Linked DNA regions of Rattus norvegicus: region 2 is linked to region 1. The links are chromatin contacts, called in public Hi-C maps. All regions are on one chromosome and are shown on one strand. Each heading gives the region's core, a stretch centred on a gene start, on an enhancer-like site or on the middle of the called end of the contact. The rest is flanking DNA. Distances are from core to core; before and after follow the strand shown. Region 1 holds the start of Cbx7 (chromobox 7). Region 2 holds the start of Rpl3 (ribosomal protein L3).

Region 1 (6,819 bases), core at 1,723-4,222:
GCCCTCTACCTCCACCCCTCACCCCCCCCCCCCACTCTCCCATAGGAGAAGAAAAGTCCAGTCCAGAGGTTGTCAGAGCCATCGGGAAAGCAGAGAGGTTTTCCCGGCGGCAGAGCAGGTCATTCACAAGCCAACAGAGAGGTCCTATATCTTGCTTGTTCTCACCAGCACCAAGTCTGTGCTGCGAGGGACTGGTGAAAAGGTTCTTGATTAGGCTTCAGCACCAGAGGCCCACAGGCTGTGCTAGGTGTCAAAGCTAGCTCTCTACCCCACAGCCTTAGGAAAGAACACTAGGGATTCCAAGAAACCTGGAAATGACCAGGCTTCGCTCTGCCTCCCCTCGCTGTGCAACCCAAGGAAAGTTGCCTATTGTCTCCAACTCTGTTTCCTCACCTGAAAAGCTCTGACTCACAGCTACTTAAAAAAGAATGCCTGGTAACTTGTTCTATAGGCAAGGGAGTAGCTTGCAGATCCAAGATGACCCAGGATCTGCCTCTCCCTACACTGAATGCAGTAAGGACTGGGGAGCCACTGCCCAAGGTTCCCCTCTCACCTAGCACTGTACCTGTCCCACATGGGGACCTCTTCACCTGGCCAGCAGCCATTTTGGAAGCCAAGATGCTGGGGCCTTAACTTCATGGCCAGCAGGGGGGCAGGATGCAGGGACAAGCAGGACACACCTTACCAGAGGGGAATTAAGGCCTAGAAAAGCTGATGATTTAGCAATGCTTGCTACAAAAGCAACAGGACCTAAAGCCAGCTTGTTAAGAGGACAACAGGGGCTGGGGATTTAGCTCAGTGGTAGAGCGCTTACCTAGGAAGCGCAAGGCCCTGGGTTCGGTCCCCAGCTCCGGGAAAAAAAAAAAAAAAAAGAGGACAACAGACGGGGGACACACAAAGGAGTCTTACTTGGGGGGCCATCCTTTCCACTTCACCAGATATTCAACTTTGCCCTGTGAAAAGAACAGAGGAGACAGGGTGAGACCCACACACTCTACAACCACCTGCAGGACCTTCTGCAACAATACAGTATCACCAACCTGTGAGCCTCAAGACTGTCAACCTGGAGTCAACGCCCCCCGAACTCGGGCTACTACTCGACATCCCCACAGACCTCCTTGCTGTCCCATGGGAGTGTATCTGGTCCCAGACATCCCTGGAATCCCAAGATAGGGGTTCATGTCACAGAGGGAAACAGGCCATGTGGGAACGTGCATGCAGAATGCGGCTCACACCGTGGCTTAAGTCCCATGCCAAGACCATGATTCCTCACTTTCAAAAACGAAGCCTCAGGTACAGGTTGCCTAGCAGGACCCCATCAAAAGGCGGCAGGCCCTCCACTTGTTAGGAACTGGAGTCTCAAAGGAAAAGGGTCTTTAAATGTCCAGTCCAGCACCGTGCACTGGATGAAACATCAACATAGGAGAACTTTGAGTACCTCATCTCTGATTACCTTGCTGAAGGTTCCCTCCCTAGCACCACACAGTGGACAGCTCTCTATGAGAAGCACCTGGTCTGCCTAAGGCGTCCGACTTTACACATTCATCCTTCGTTCATGCTCCACCCTATTCCTCCAGCTCTGAGAGCGAAAAGGGAGCCCTGGGCTTCAGAGTATCTAGAATACACTGCAACCCCGGCAGGGATTCGGGAGTGCTGACTGAAGGAAGGAGTTCCCTGTTTGACCTACCCCGTGCCCTGCTGGAATAGACATGTCTATACCGGCTTCTGTCTAGTACCATGGAAAGGCAAGGAAAGAAAGCAGCCCTAACCAACAGATAAGCCACCTACCTTGGGTCCAAACCCCTGCTGAGGATGCTACAGCAGGTGCCCCCCTACCTGCACTTCCGTCAAATGAAAAAGGAGCCTCCCAAAGAGATGCGGGGAGAAAAGGAAAGGGGATCCTTCTGTAGATCCAGGACATAACTCTTTTCGTTCACTCTGGGATGAGCCCCTTAGCAAGCACGTGCACAAAAATCGTAGACTTGAGGTCTGGACCGGAAACTGCAGGCTGAGGTATGTGGTCCTGAGCGCGGCAAAACCGCCTCCTTAAATCTCAGGGTGTGTGTGTGTGTGTGTGTGTGTGTGTGTAAGGCCTTGGCAGAGGTGGGAGGAGCTTCGAGGATGCCCCAACAACAGTGGCCCAGGCTTCGGAGCAGCACCCGGCTGGAAGGTTGGGGGAGGGGAGGAATGGGAGAAGAGAAGAAAGGTGTGCCCTGGGGGGTTGGGATCGGGAAGGTCAAAGTCCAACGCGAAAACTTCAGAGGCCACAGGAGACTTTCCCAAAGGTCTGCTGCCAACTTCAAAGGACTTGGTACTAAATATCCAGAGAGCCGAGTTCGAGACTCACTTTGACTCTAACGCACGGGCAAGTTGCTTCTTCAACTTGAGCTTTAGTCTCCTCGGAAGTGAGCGTAAAGGGGACGGGACAGAATGGAGTTCAGGATCTCTAGTCCCATCCTCATCTCCATCCCAGGTGGCCTCGGATGCACCGGCATCTGAGGGCAACAACTTTAACTCTACTGGCCCTACACAGTGGCGGGGAAAGTGGGGAACAGGATGTGGAGACCGGCCAGGCAGCCCAGGGTTCCTAGGTGAACCCCGCACCACTTTCTGCTCTGCCCAACCTGGAGTGGGCGGTGCTGGGGAGCGGGAGGCGACCTCGCCCCGTCCCGGGAGCCGCCCCCGAGCAGCCTCACCTTCCGCACGCGCTTCTTCCGGATGCTCTCCACCGCAAACACCTGCTCGCCTATGGCTGACAGCTCCATGCGGGGCGGCGGGCGAGTGGGCCCCGGACCGGACCGGGCCGGGCCGGGGGTGGAGCTGCGGGGCCGCGGCTGCTGCGCGCGATGCTCGGGACGGCGGGGACCCCGTCAGGCTCGTCCGGGCGCGCACGCGCACGCGCGCACACCTTCTAGTGCTCCCTCACGCCGCCGACGTTCCATTTTTGAACCTGCGCAACGTTTTCCCCAGCGCCAGAGAGCGGGTGCGCGCGCGCGCGCGCGTGCTTCTGAGAGCGCCCAGAGGGTCAGCTCCGCCCCCTCGCTGCCGGAGCCACGCCCCTCTCCTTAACCCCGCCTGCTGGCCAAATTGGGCAGCTGGCAGCAGGTCTGATGCTTCTAGCTTATTTGGGTCTTAGGGTCTAAATGGAGTTGTCTTCTGGACTGGACGCGATCAGTCTCCCCAAGTCTCCCTAATGACTAGGACGGTCGGAACTGATGTGGTCCTGAAGTCGAAAGTAGCAGGCCTGTAATCTCAGCGTTTGGGCAGCTGAGGCAGGAGGATCAAGGCCAGCCTTAGCTATGTAAGACCCTGTCTCAAATAAATACATTGGAATAAGGATTGAAGAGATGGCGCTGCGTTTAAGAGAACTTCTGTTCTGTTAGAGGACCTGGGTTGGTTCCCAACTCACACATTATATATAGTTCACAACCTGGTTCCATGGAATTCCATACTATCCTCTGATACACTCGGTATGCACAATATGCACATACATACATGCAGGCGAGCAACCATTCATCCACGTAAAACATTCAAGAATAAAACAAAACCTTAAAGTTGGAGATAGTACCTCACGCCTTTAATTTCAGCACTCGGGAGGCAAAGCCAGGCGTATCACTATGAGTTCGAGGTCACCTTGGTCTACACAGTGAATTCCAGGGCAGCCAGAAGAACTATGTAGAGATCCTGTCTTAAATAATAAATCTTCTTAAAAATGAAACAAAATGAAAATTGAAAAAAAAAAAAAAACAACCCGTTGTAGGGCCGTATTGCGCAGATAGGAAATAGTCACAGAGTAAAAAAGGTCATTTGTTTCCTTCCATACAAAGGAGACCAGGCAGGGCCGAGACCGTAGCGCGGCAGGAGGGACAGACGCCACAGGTTTTCCACCAGGAGTGCGTAGTCTAGGCAGGCCCGAACAGGTGCCTCTGCGTCCACCGTTCCATGCTTCCACCCATCAACCGGAGCCAGTCTTAGCGGGCGATGCCAAAACGCACGGGTCACACAATCGAGCGCGCTACCCAGAGGCCCCAGGCTAGGCGCAGGTGGAGACCGGCTTGGCCCGCAGCAGATCCCGCCACAGCCTGGACTTCGATGGTTTTCCGCCGCGCCCTTTGGTTTGCTGCACCTTTGCCGGAACTAAGTGTGGAAGGAACGAAGAATTCCTCCCTCCGGACCCAGCACTAAGCCTTTTCAGTTTTCGGCACCCTGGAGGGCAGGTCCGACTCGCCCTTCCCCGCCTCCCTCCCATTTCCTCCTCATTCCTGCGGCTCTGACCTCCTGGATGGTTCTGACCTCCTGGAGGTGACTCAGGTCTTCCCCTTCAACATCACCACCCCCACTGCCTGGATTCTTAGCAACAACCCTCTCCCCAACCAGGCCCTGTGACCCAGTGCGCTTTCTACTACCAGAGCGGACCGAGTCACCCAGTGCACAGAAACATTCCGGGGTTCCCTACTCCTAGAATAAACTCTTAAAACACCTATGGCTGGCGAAGAGAAAAGAAGAGAGAATAGCGCATGGACATCAAGCAAAGGAAGAAGGCAGGGGCTGTGTCCTGTCCCGAGAGAGAATTACCATCATCCGAGAACTGTACATTCCGTGGAAATATCTACTAAGAACAAAGGTACAATGAAGACATTTGCGAATACAGACACTAGAAATTTCCCTATCCCTGAGGGGAATTCCAACCCAAGAACAGGGTAAGGGGGGCGCGGGGAGGGGGCAGGCGGCCGACAGAGAGGTCTGAGGTCTGATGCAATGAGGAAGAGACAATGAAAACACTGAGGGCGAAAATAGCAGAAACCGCGTTTCCCAGAGAAAAACAGACGGGAAATTAACAAGAGGCACGGTAACTGGGGCGAGCGGAGTTCAAGAGCGCTAATATCCTTACACACCCCGGAGCAAAAAAAAAAAAAAAAAAAAAAAAAAAGCAAGAAAAATAAATCAGATAAGTTAAGAATACAAGTTGCCAAGGTTCGAGTAAACACCAAAAGAAGGCAAACTCAGAGGTCGGTGCGGTGCACCAGCGTGGAGGAAAAACACCGAGAAAAGCAACCAAGCAAGAAAAGAGAAAAATGAGCACAGACGATTTAAGTTCAAATGTCCTGTGATTCAGTAAACGTAGGGAACTAATACTAGGGCCAGTTTAAAAAAAAAAAATCAGACTGCATGACATTCCCCAACGGATGCAGTTTGCAGAGATGTTTGAAAAGGAGGGACTGTAAACGCATGGAGGGCAAACAAGAGGGGAAGAAGCTAGCAGAGCTATTTAAATATGAGGGTGAAAAGCATCGCAAAGACAAAGGAAGCCCCTTCTACTAAAGGGCCCACTTTACCAGGAGAATGGTTTCTAATTGGCATGCAAAACACCACAGCTGAAGGGGTGGGGGAAAGGAAGACACCAAAAAAAAAAAAAAAGAAAAAAAGAAAAAGAAAAAAGAAACTGGAATCCACAAATTAGAATGAGAGGTTTTCTGTCTTGTCTTTGTTTTTTTCCGTGTCAGGCTTTCTCTGTGTAGCCCTGGTTGTCCTGGAACTTACTCTGTGGACCAGGCTGGTCTCAAACTTCACAGAGTCTGCCAGCCTCCGCCTCCAGAGTGCTGGGATTTTTATTTTACTTATTTAGGAAAGTCATAACAGTTTTGACAACCCTCCTGGGGAGGGAGGGAATAACCACGAAAAAAAGAGACAAGATGCAACCAGCTGACACCAGCGGTAAGAACGTGAAGAACCTGCAGAGTTGGTGGAAGTCTATACTATGTGGGGAAGCCATTTACAAAAAAGAAAAGAAAAAGAAATCACCCCAATGAGGAACAAAACTTACTGGGCCCCCATCCCTGGTGAGCTAAGTGTGGAATGTGGCGGTCACTGGTTTCCAGTCCCAGGATTACCACCAAGCCCAACTTACGTTTTTAACATCAAAGTAAATTAGGTCTACAAGGGAAGGTACTGAGGGAAAAAACTCTACCACAAATTTCCTCTTTAGTACGGAGCTTCTGGAGCCATATGCTGGAGGTGGATGGCCAGGTAAGTGCAGCCCACTTCCTCAGCACACTGAGCCAGCCAGGAAAAGCAAACACAGAAACCTCCGGCCTCACAATTCCAGTCTGGCTGGTTCAAATCCCTTTGGCTAAAGGACCACCCCTAGGAAGGCGGGCTCACTCTAGGCCAGGCTAAAAGAGACCCACCTTGGTGCAGTAGTTTCCAGACTGTTTGAAACTTTTCCTTGTATTTATGTTTTTTTAAATCTATTTATGTAAATGAGTGCTCTGTTTGCACGTGTGCCTGCAGGACAGAAGAGGGCATCGGATCCCATTACAGATGGTTGTGAGCCACCATGCGGTTGCTGGGATTTGAACTCAGAATCTCTGGAAGAGAAGTCAATGCTCTTAACCGCTGAGCTATCTCTCCAGAACCTCATTTGATACTATTCTTAAGTTTTTATTAATGAAACTAAGAACCCCAAGAAGGGACCCCACTTCCTCCTGTATCAGTATAGCCTGCGTTGGTGACCAGAAGCCACAGTGACTATGGAACACTTGAAAAGTGTGTACCCCAAGAGAGACCTAAAGAGTATCAAATACAGATTTCACAGATGGTACCAAAGCTAGCCACGTACACATCTACTTCCAGCACTGAGAAGACTGGTAGTCAGCTCTCAGGGAGTTCAGGGACAGCCTGGCATATATAGTGAGACCCTATCTCAAACAAAGAAAATCTACAATGAAAACCCAGCACTCCAAATCCTATGGTAATATAGTAATTTTCTAGTGGGTGTGGCGGCTCCTGCCTGTAATCTACTTGGGAGGAAGAAGCAGC
Region 2 (6,819 bases), core at 1,773-4,272, 150 kb after region 1:
GATCTCCATCAAGTGTGCCTTCTTCTGGCGCAGAGGAAGCAGGCGCATCTAAAAGAAGCAGATGTAGCTTAGATCAGGTTGATGTCAGTAGAAAGCTTTCACCTGGAAGCTCAAAGCCAAAAGCCTTTTGCCAGTGGTTGGCAGACTGTCAGGATGAGCTACTAAACAGTTCCTAACCAGCAGTGTTTAGAAAATACATGGCCCAAGCTCACACCATCATTTCTGGTCAGACATGCATTAAACTACCTGGAATCAAGCCTATTATGGTGCCACAGCGCCCTCTGCTGGTCTAGATTAACAGTAGTATCTAATCCTCAGACCACAAAATGCTTACCTGAGTGTGAGCAATTATGCGGATGACCTGGCAGTACTTCTTCATGCTGTTGAAGTCCTTCTCCAGCTGCTTCTTGCCTGTGTCATCTTGCCATTTCTTACAGTACTTGGTAAAAGCCTTCTTCTTAGATTTGTGCCTTCAGGAGCAGAGCACAGTTGGGGAAGGGGCCTGGTGCAGGCCTTCATCACCCTTTCGGTGGGCGAGAGGAAGGCAGACTGGCACCATTTGGGGATGGGGCTCTTTGCCGGCTTCTAAGGAGCCTTTTCCACCGGCAAGCGGAGCCTGGATGAAGCTCATCGGGCAGAGCCGAGCGGAGCTGAGCAGAGGTTCACAGGTTAATGTAAGCCACAAATATACACAACACACAATTTTTGCTCCAGGGTACTGAACTTCTTTGTGAGAGGGGCAACATCTCACAGTACTGGGAAACAGGGACCCAGGTCAGAGGCAGGGGACTTAGTACAGACAAGGTTTAAAGGCCAGCATCTAATACTAAGGTCTAAATGCAAAATGATGTGTCTGTTTCCCAGCTGCCCTGCCATTTTTCAGATCCAAAGCTACACTAACACTTCAGCTAACCAACACCCAAGGGTAACACTCAGGTTCTGGCTCAAAAAAAGCCAAGGTCTTAAAAAAACCCTGGGGCTGGAGAGATGGCTCAGTGGTTAAGAGCATCGACTGCTCTTCCAGAGGTCCTGAGTTCAATTCCCAGCAACCACATGGTGGCTCACAACCATCTGTAAAGAGATCTGATGCCCTCTTCTGGTGTATCTGAAGACAGCTACAGTGTACTTGTATATAATAAATAAAAATCTTTAAGACCCATCTCAGTGTCCCTTAATTCTGGGGCAGCCCTTGGGCTGAGTCAAGTTTCTTACCAATTCTTATAGAAACGCCTTTTACACTCATCGCTGATGTGCTCAGCAAATACAGTCTTGAAGGTCCGGAGGCCTCGTGGGGTTTCTACATATCCCACAATACCCACAACCACCATGGGTGGGGTTTCCACAATGGTCACAGCCTCCACAACTTCTTTCTTATTCACCTCTGTAAAGACAGACATAGGCATCAGTGAGGCCACAAATACCCGAGGACTTTGTGTCTACTTTGAAGGGCCTTCTGCCTCTGCACCATTAATACTGGACCTTCCACGACTGCTCTTCTCATCCGGACTCTCCACCAAGTGGAAGCTTCTAACAGTTGAGCCCAAGACACATCAGGAATGCAGCTAATCTAAAGCAGGCAGTACGCCAGGTGCTGACTACCAGCGCTGTAATAGCAGCAAAAGGCCATGTGTTTTCATTTCAGACTGTCTCAAAGCGCAGCTTCGTCACAGGCCTTAGTTCAGGTCTCTTCATAACTTGTCAAACATACAGTTGCTAACTATCTAGAAAAAGTTGCAAGTAGGCAAAAATCAAAGCTCAAGGGATCTCTTTTTTTTGGTTCTTTTTTTCGGAGCTGGGGACCGAACCCAGGGCCTTGCGCTTCCTAGGTAAGCGCTCTACCACTGAGCTAAATCCCCAGCCCCTCAAGGGATCTCTTGAGTCTAATATTGTCTATCCTTTCATAGGACCTGGGTTTGATTCCTAGGTAAATGAGCCTTTGTTCCAGATTAGCACAAAGCACCATCGGATGGAGGTCACCTACTGTTCTTTGCAAATTTACTGTAACTACAGGCATAATTACACACAACCCCAAGTTGGACAAGTTTTGTACATACTAGATCCTGGCCGGTCAACTTCCCGGACAATGTGGGTCATGCCAGCCTTGTACCCTAGGAAGGCTGTGAGGTGAACAGGCTTGGAAGGGTCATCCTTAGGGAAGCTCTTCACTTTTCCACGATGCCGGCTGCTGCGCTTCCGAGGCAAGAAGCCCAAGGACCCATGCCTAGGAGCTGAGAATTTCCTGTGAGACTGAGGTAAAACGGGAGAATCACTAACAATGCTGTGAGAAGACTTTCCCATCTCTTACCATTAAGCAAAAGAGGACTCCACTTTTGTCCTAAGATAGACTGCAACAATACTAAATGCTTTAGTTCTAGAGTTTCAACGAACAACTAAGTGACGATACTAAAATCTCCTAAACAAGTTACCTTTGGGTGAATTTTCAGGAGTCACCACTAAATGGCAACATGGCCGACAAAGGCACAGCCTATTACAAGTAGGCCTCTAGAACTCCCAAAGCCAGATCAGAACATGACAATCAGCACAGAGATTCTGCCCGCCCGTCAAAGGATTCATCATTTGTGGCTTCTGGGAACTCCAGAGATCCTCCTTCCTTTCTTGGAACCACATTCCAAGGTGGATTCGACCAAAGTTGCAAAACGTCTCAGGTTTAGTCAATGCATTCCTGAAAAGCCCACGGCCATCCCTACCAGGCTAACCATGGGCCCAAACCTCGAATAGGCCACAAAATAGCCAGTTCTACTAGAGTCCCTTAGGATTGCGCTCAATCAAATGGCTGTCCCAGAGGCCCAAGTCGGTCCCACACGTTTTCTATAAACCCATTTAGGACCCTGGATATAGGGATGGTCGCGGCCCGTCCACTGACTCCCTAGAATAACCTCTCAGTATTGGTGAGGCCGGGATGGCGCCGATGGTAGGCCGATACAGTCAGGCCAGCGGAAGACTATAGAGGAAAGCATCACAGTCGTACATACCATCTCGCCGCCACACGCCGCCGATAGAGATCGAGCAGGCGCTGGTGCAGGCTATATAAAGCCACTCGATGGCTCCGCCTTCTCAGCGTGCGAACGTGCTGCCGCAGTGGACGTCGGGTCGAAGGGCACGAATGGAACATCATTTTACACACGTTTCCCCGCCCCCTCGGGATTGACAAATAGCGTTTGTACGGAGGGTGGTTGGGTTCAAACTTAGCGAAACGCTTTTGAATGTAATGAATCTACGGCGGTCTGCAGCAGCCAAATTTGATGAGGAAGAAAAATGAAGGCATTGTGTTTCCCGTCACCTCTAGAACGGAATCACACAGTGCTAGTCCCTTCGGTCCCACACAGCAACGAAACAACGGCGTTTTGAAGCAGGCCTAGTGTGATACAACTGACTGTATTGCTCTTGAGAGCTCTTAAGATAGAAAGGCTGAATGAAACTGCTTTTTTTTTTCTAACCAGTGATTTTGATTTGACAATGACTTGCCTTTAATACGCCATGATTTTGGGTACATCTCCCTCGAGTCCTGTCTCTGCCATTTCAGTCCCCAGATGCCGTTCCCGTTCATAATTTTCAGATTTACAAACGTGCGAAGTTTTTTTTTCCCTGTGTGTACGTAAGTGAGCCATGTGCGTCCCTGGCGTTTTCGGAAATCAAAAAACTGTCAGATCCCCCTGGAACTGAAGTTATAGACTGTTGTTAATGCTGTGAACTAAACCCGGTCCCGTGGGATGACAACAAGTTTTCTTTTCTTTCTTTTTTTTTTTTAAGATTTATTTATTCATTTAATGTGTATGAGTACACTGTAGCTGTCTTCAGAAGTACCAGAAGAGGGCATTGGATCCCATTACAGATGGTTGGGAGCCACCACGTGGTTGCTGGGATTTGAACTCAAGACCTCTGGAAGAGCAGTCAGTACTCTTCACCGCTGAGCCATCTCTTCAGCACCCGGCAACAAGTTTTCTTTTTTTTTTTTTTTTTTTTTTTATTACACACCAAGCAACCTTTTATTTGACATAAAGTTCATTTTCAAAATTTAGATATGAAGATCTAAGGTGACTGGAAGTTCTCAGCCATTACTACCGTACCTTAATATGTCTTCTACTCTTCAACAGTCACGAGTTCAGTCGTTCCCATCTGACCCTGCGGTGGCCAAGGCGTGGCGCGGCCTCACATCGTATCGATTTCACATGGTGGCCGGTGAGCTAGCCTTTACCACACTTCTGCAGAGTTGACGGCCTGCGGCCAGCACCATAACCGCCCTTTGTCTCCCGCATCTTGATCGCTCGCAAATAGGGGCCCCAAGTCATTCGCACACTCCTACTACATAGGAGCATCCAAACAGCAGCAAAAGAGGGCAACAAGTTTTCTTAACCACTGAACCATTTCTCCAGATCAAGAATTTTAGTGAATTTATTTTTAGTACAACATAGTTTTATTAAAAAAGAAATTTAAGGGGTTGGGGATTTAGCTCAGTGGTAGAGCGCTTGCCTAGGAAGCACAAGGCCCTGGGTTCCGTCCCCAGCTCCGAAAAAAGAACCAAAAAAAAAAAAAAAAAAAAAAAAGAAATTTAAAAAATTCTGATAGTGGAGGAGCACTACTTAAGGATACTATTCTTAGTAAGTTCTTTTTTAGTTTTATATGTATGAATGTTTTCCTCATTTATGCATGTACACCACTTAAGTGCAGTACTGAAGGGGTCAGAGTACTGGGGAGATTAGAAGAGGGTGTGGGATCCTCTGGAATCAGAGTCACAAATGGTTGTTGTGCTTGGAACTAAACCTTGGTCCTCTGCAAGAGCCCTTAACTACTGAGCCATTCCTCCAGTCCAAAGAAGATTTTTTTCTTTTTTCTTTTTTTTAAAAAGACCTATTTATTTTATGCATATGAGTACACTATAGCTGTCTTCAGACACACCAGAAGAGGGCATCAGATCCCATTACAGATGGTTGTGAACCACCATGTGGTTGCTGGGAATTGAACTCAGGACCTCTGGAAGAGCAGTTGATGCTCTTAACCGCTGAGCCATCTCTCCAGCCCTTTTTTCTTTTTTTAAGATTTGTTTTTTATGGGGCTGGGGATTTAGCTCAGTGGTAGAGTGCTTACCTAGGAAGCGCAAGGCCCTGGGTTCGGTCCCCAGCTCCGAAAAAAAAAAAAAAGAACCAAAAAAAAAAAAAGATTTGTTTTTTATTTATGTGCGAACGCTGTCGCTGTCTTCAGACAAACAAGAAGAGGGCAACGAATCCCATTACAGATGGTTGGGAGCCACCATGTGGTTGCTGAAAATTGAACTCAGGACCTCTAGAAGAGCAGTCAGTGCTCTTAACCACCGAGCCATCTCTCCAGCCTTTCCTTCCTTCTTTCTTTTAAATTTATCTATTTTTATTTTATATGCATTGGTTTTTGCCTGCACATATGTCTGTGTGAGGCTGTCAGAGCTTGGAGTTACAGATAGTTGTTAAGCTGCCACATGTAAGAAGCTGTTGATTTTTGAGTAGGCTCTTTAACTGGACCCAACCAATGAGTCATTTGTGTGAAACGTATTAAAGATTAGTATATTTGAAGTAAACCTGAATTTTGATTGATTACAGTAGCCAAGCTCCATTCAGTTAAAGGAATCAATGACCCCATAATGCAAACCAATCATAATGTTTTATGTTTTAGAAAAACAAAGTAACACCACTTTTGGGGGGATCAGGTTTTGATATTTAATCCTGTTCTCTGTCCACAAATTCTTCCTGGCCACGTGGAAGGCCTCAAGTTCATTGATTCTGTTCTGTCTTCAAGGCTGTCTCCTTTAACAATGAAGACTAAGGACAGGCAAGTTAGTGCAATTTTGGTAGGAGAGGCTGGAGGATCAGTAGGTCAAAGATATCCTTGACTACATGAGACTAGGGGAAGGCTCTTAAACTAATTCTAAAATATGTTTAGAAAAATCAAGTCTTCAAGCTGTGTATAGGGACCACATGCCTTTAATTTCAGCACTTGGAAGGCAGAGCAAGCAGATCTCTGAGAGTTCAAGGCCAACGTGGTCTGTGTAGGTAGCTGCAAGCCAGCCAAAGCTATATAGTAAGACTCAAATAAATAAAATTTAAAATTAACACCTTTAGAAAATTAGGACTTTGGGGATAGAAATTTGACCCAGTTGATATAATATTTGCCTAGCCTGCATGAAGCCCTATGTTTGATACCAAAATCCAGGCATTTGGATACATCTCCCATTCTTTTTTCCTGAGAGACACGGAATGGAACCAGGCAGATGCAGACCCACAGAACAGCTATAAAGAGAAAACACAGACCTTTAGGAATTGTACCATAGCAATTTCCTCCAGTTGAAACATTCTGTCCTGCAAGGGAGGTTCCTAAGTCTCAGAAAGTAAGCAACTCATAAGTCTCAGGAGGTTCCCGAAGCTTACCAGATTCACAGGTTATATGAACTAGGAATTGCTGAGGAGAGACTTTTCTACCTGTAGAGCTGCCTTGGTGCTGTGCAGAGAGCTCCAGGGTTGCCAGTGAGCTTTTGGTGCTGGAGTTAACTGTCCTTGAGCTCCTGTAGTAACTTCAGTCAACTCACTGCTTCATCAAGTTGGACTTTGGTGGAATCATTTCTCTGGTCTATCATCTGTGTTATCTCTGGAGTGATAGATAGTTATTCACATCTTCCCAGGGAATTTCTCGCAAAACAGGATTTTGGATCCTGACCAATCCATGATCAGGAGCAATGAAGTTGTTATTTGTTTGCTTATTTTAGATGTATGTGTTTGTGTTTGAGTATGTGCACTTGAATGTAGGTACTTAAGGAGTCTACAGGCAACAGAT

What was found. A called contact is a pair of places that touch in the nucleus more often than the background predicts.
Region 2: a contact with region 1 is called in a Hi-C map of hepatocytes, with 3 times the contacts expected there. The contact joins the promoter of Rpl3 here to the promoter of Cbx7 in region 1. A contact is called at or near these places in 2 of 12 Hi-C or Micro-C datasets (hepatocytes and mammary epithelial cells).

The regions. Positions count from the first base shown.
Region 1 is chr7:113,355,374-113,362,192 of GRCr8, forward strand. It overlaps Cbx7 (chromobox 7), which reads right to left and starts at 2,973. Exons shown (of 6, transcript NM_199117.2): 1 at 2,697-2,973; 2 at 910-953. The coding sequence starts at 2,765.
Region 2 is chr7:113,504,968-113,511,786 of GRCr8, forward strand. Rpl3 (ribosomal protein L3) reads right to left here and starts at 3,023. Exons shown (of 10, transcript NM_198753.3): 1 at 2,994-3,023; 2 at 2,055-2,247; 3 at 1,213-1,381; 4 at 335-470; 5 at 1-48. The coding sequence starts at 2,996. It overlaps Snord43l1 (small nucleolar RNA, C/D box 43 like 1), which reads right to left and starts at 2,582; the gene lies at 2,519-2,582. LOC120094021 (small nucleolar RNA U82P) reads right to left here and starts at 525; the gene lies at 471-525.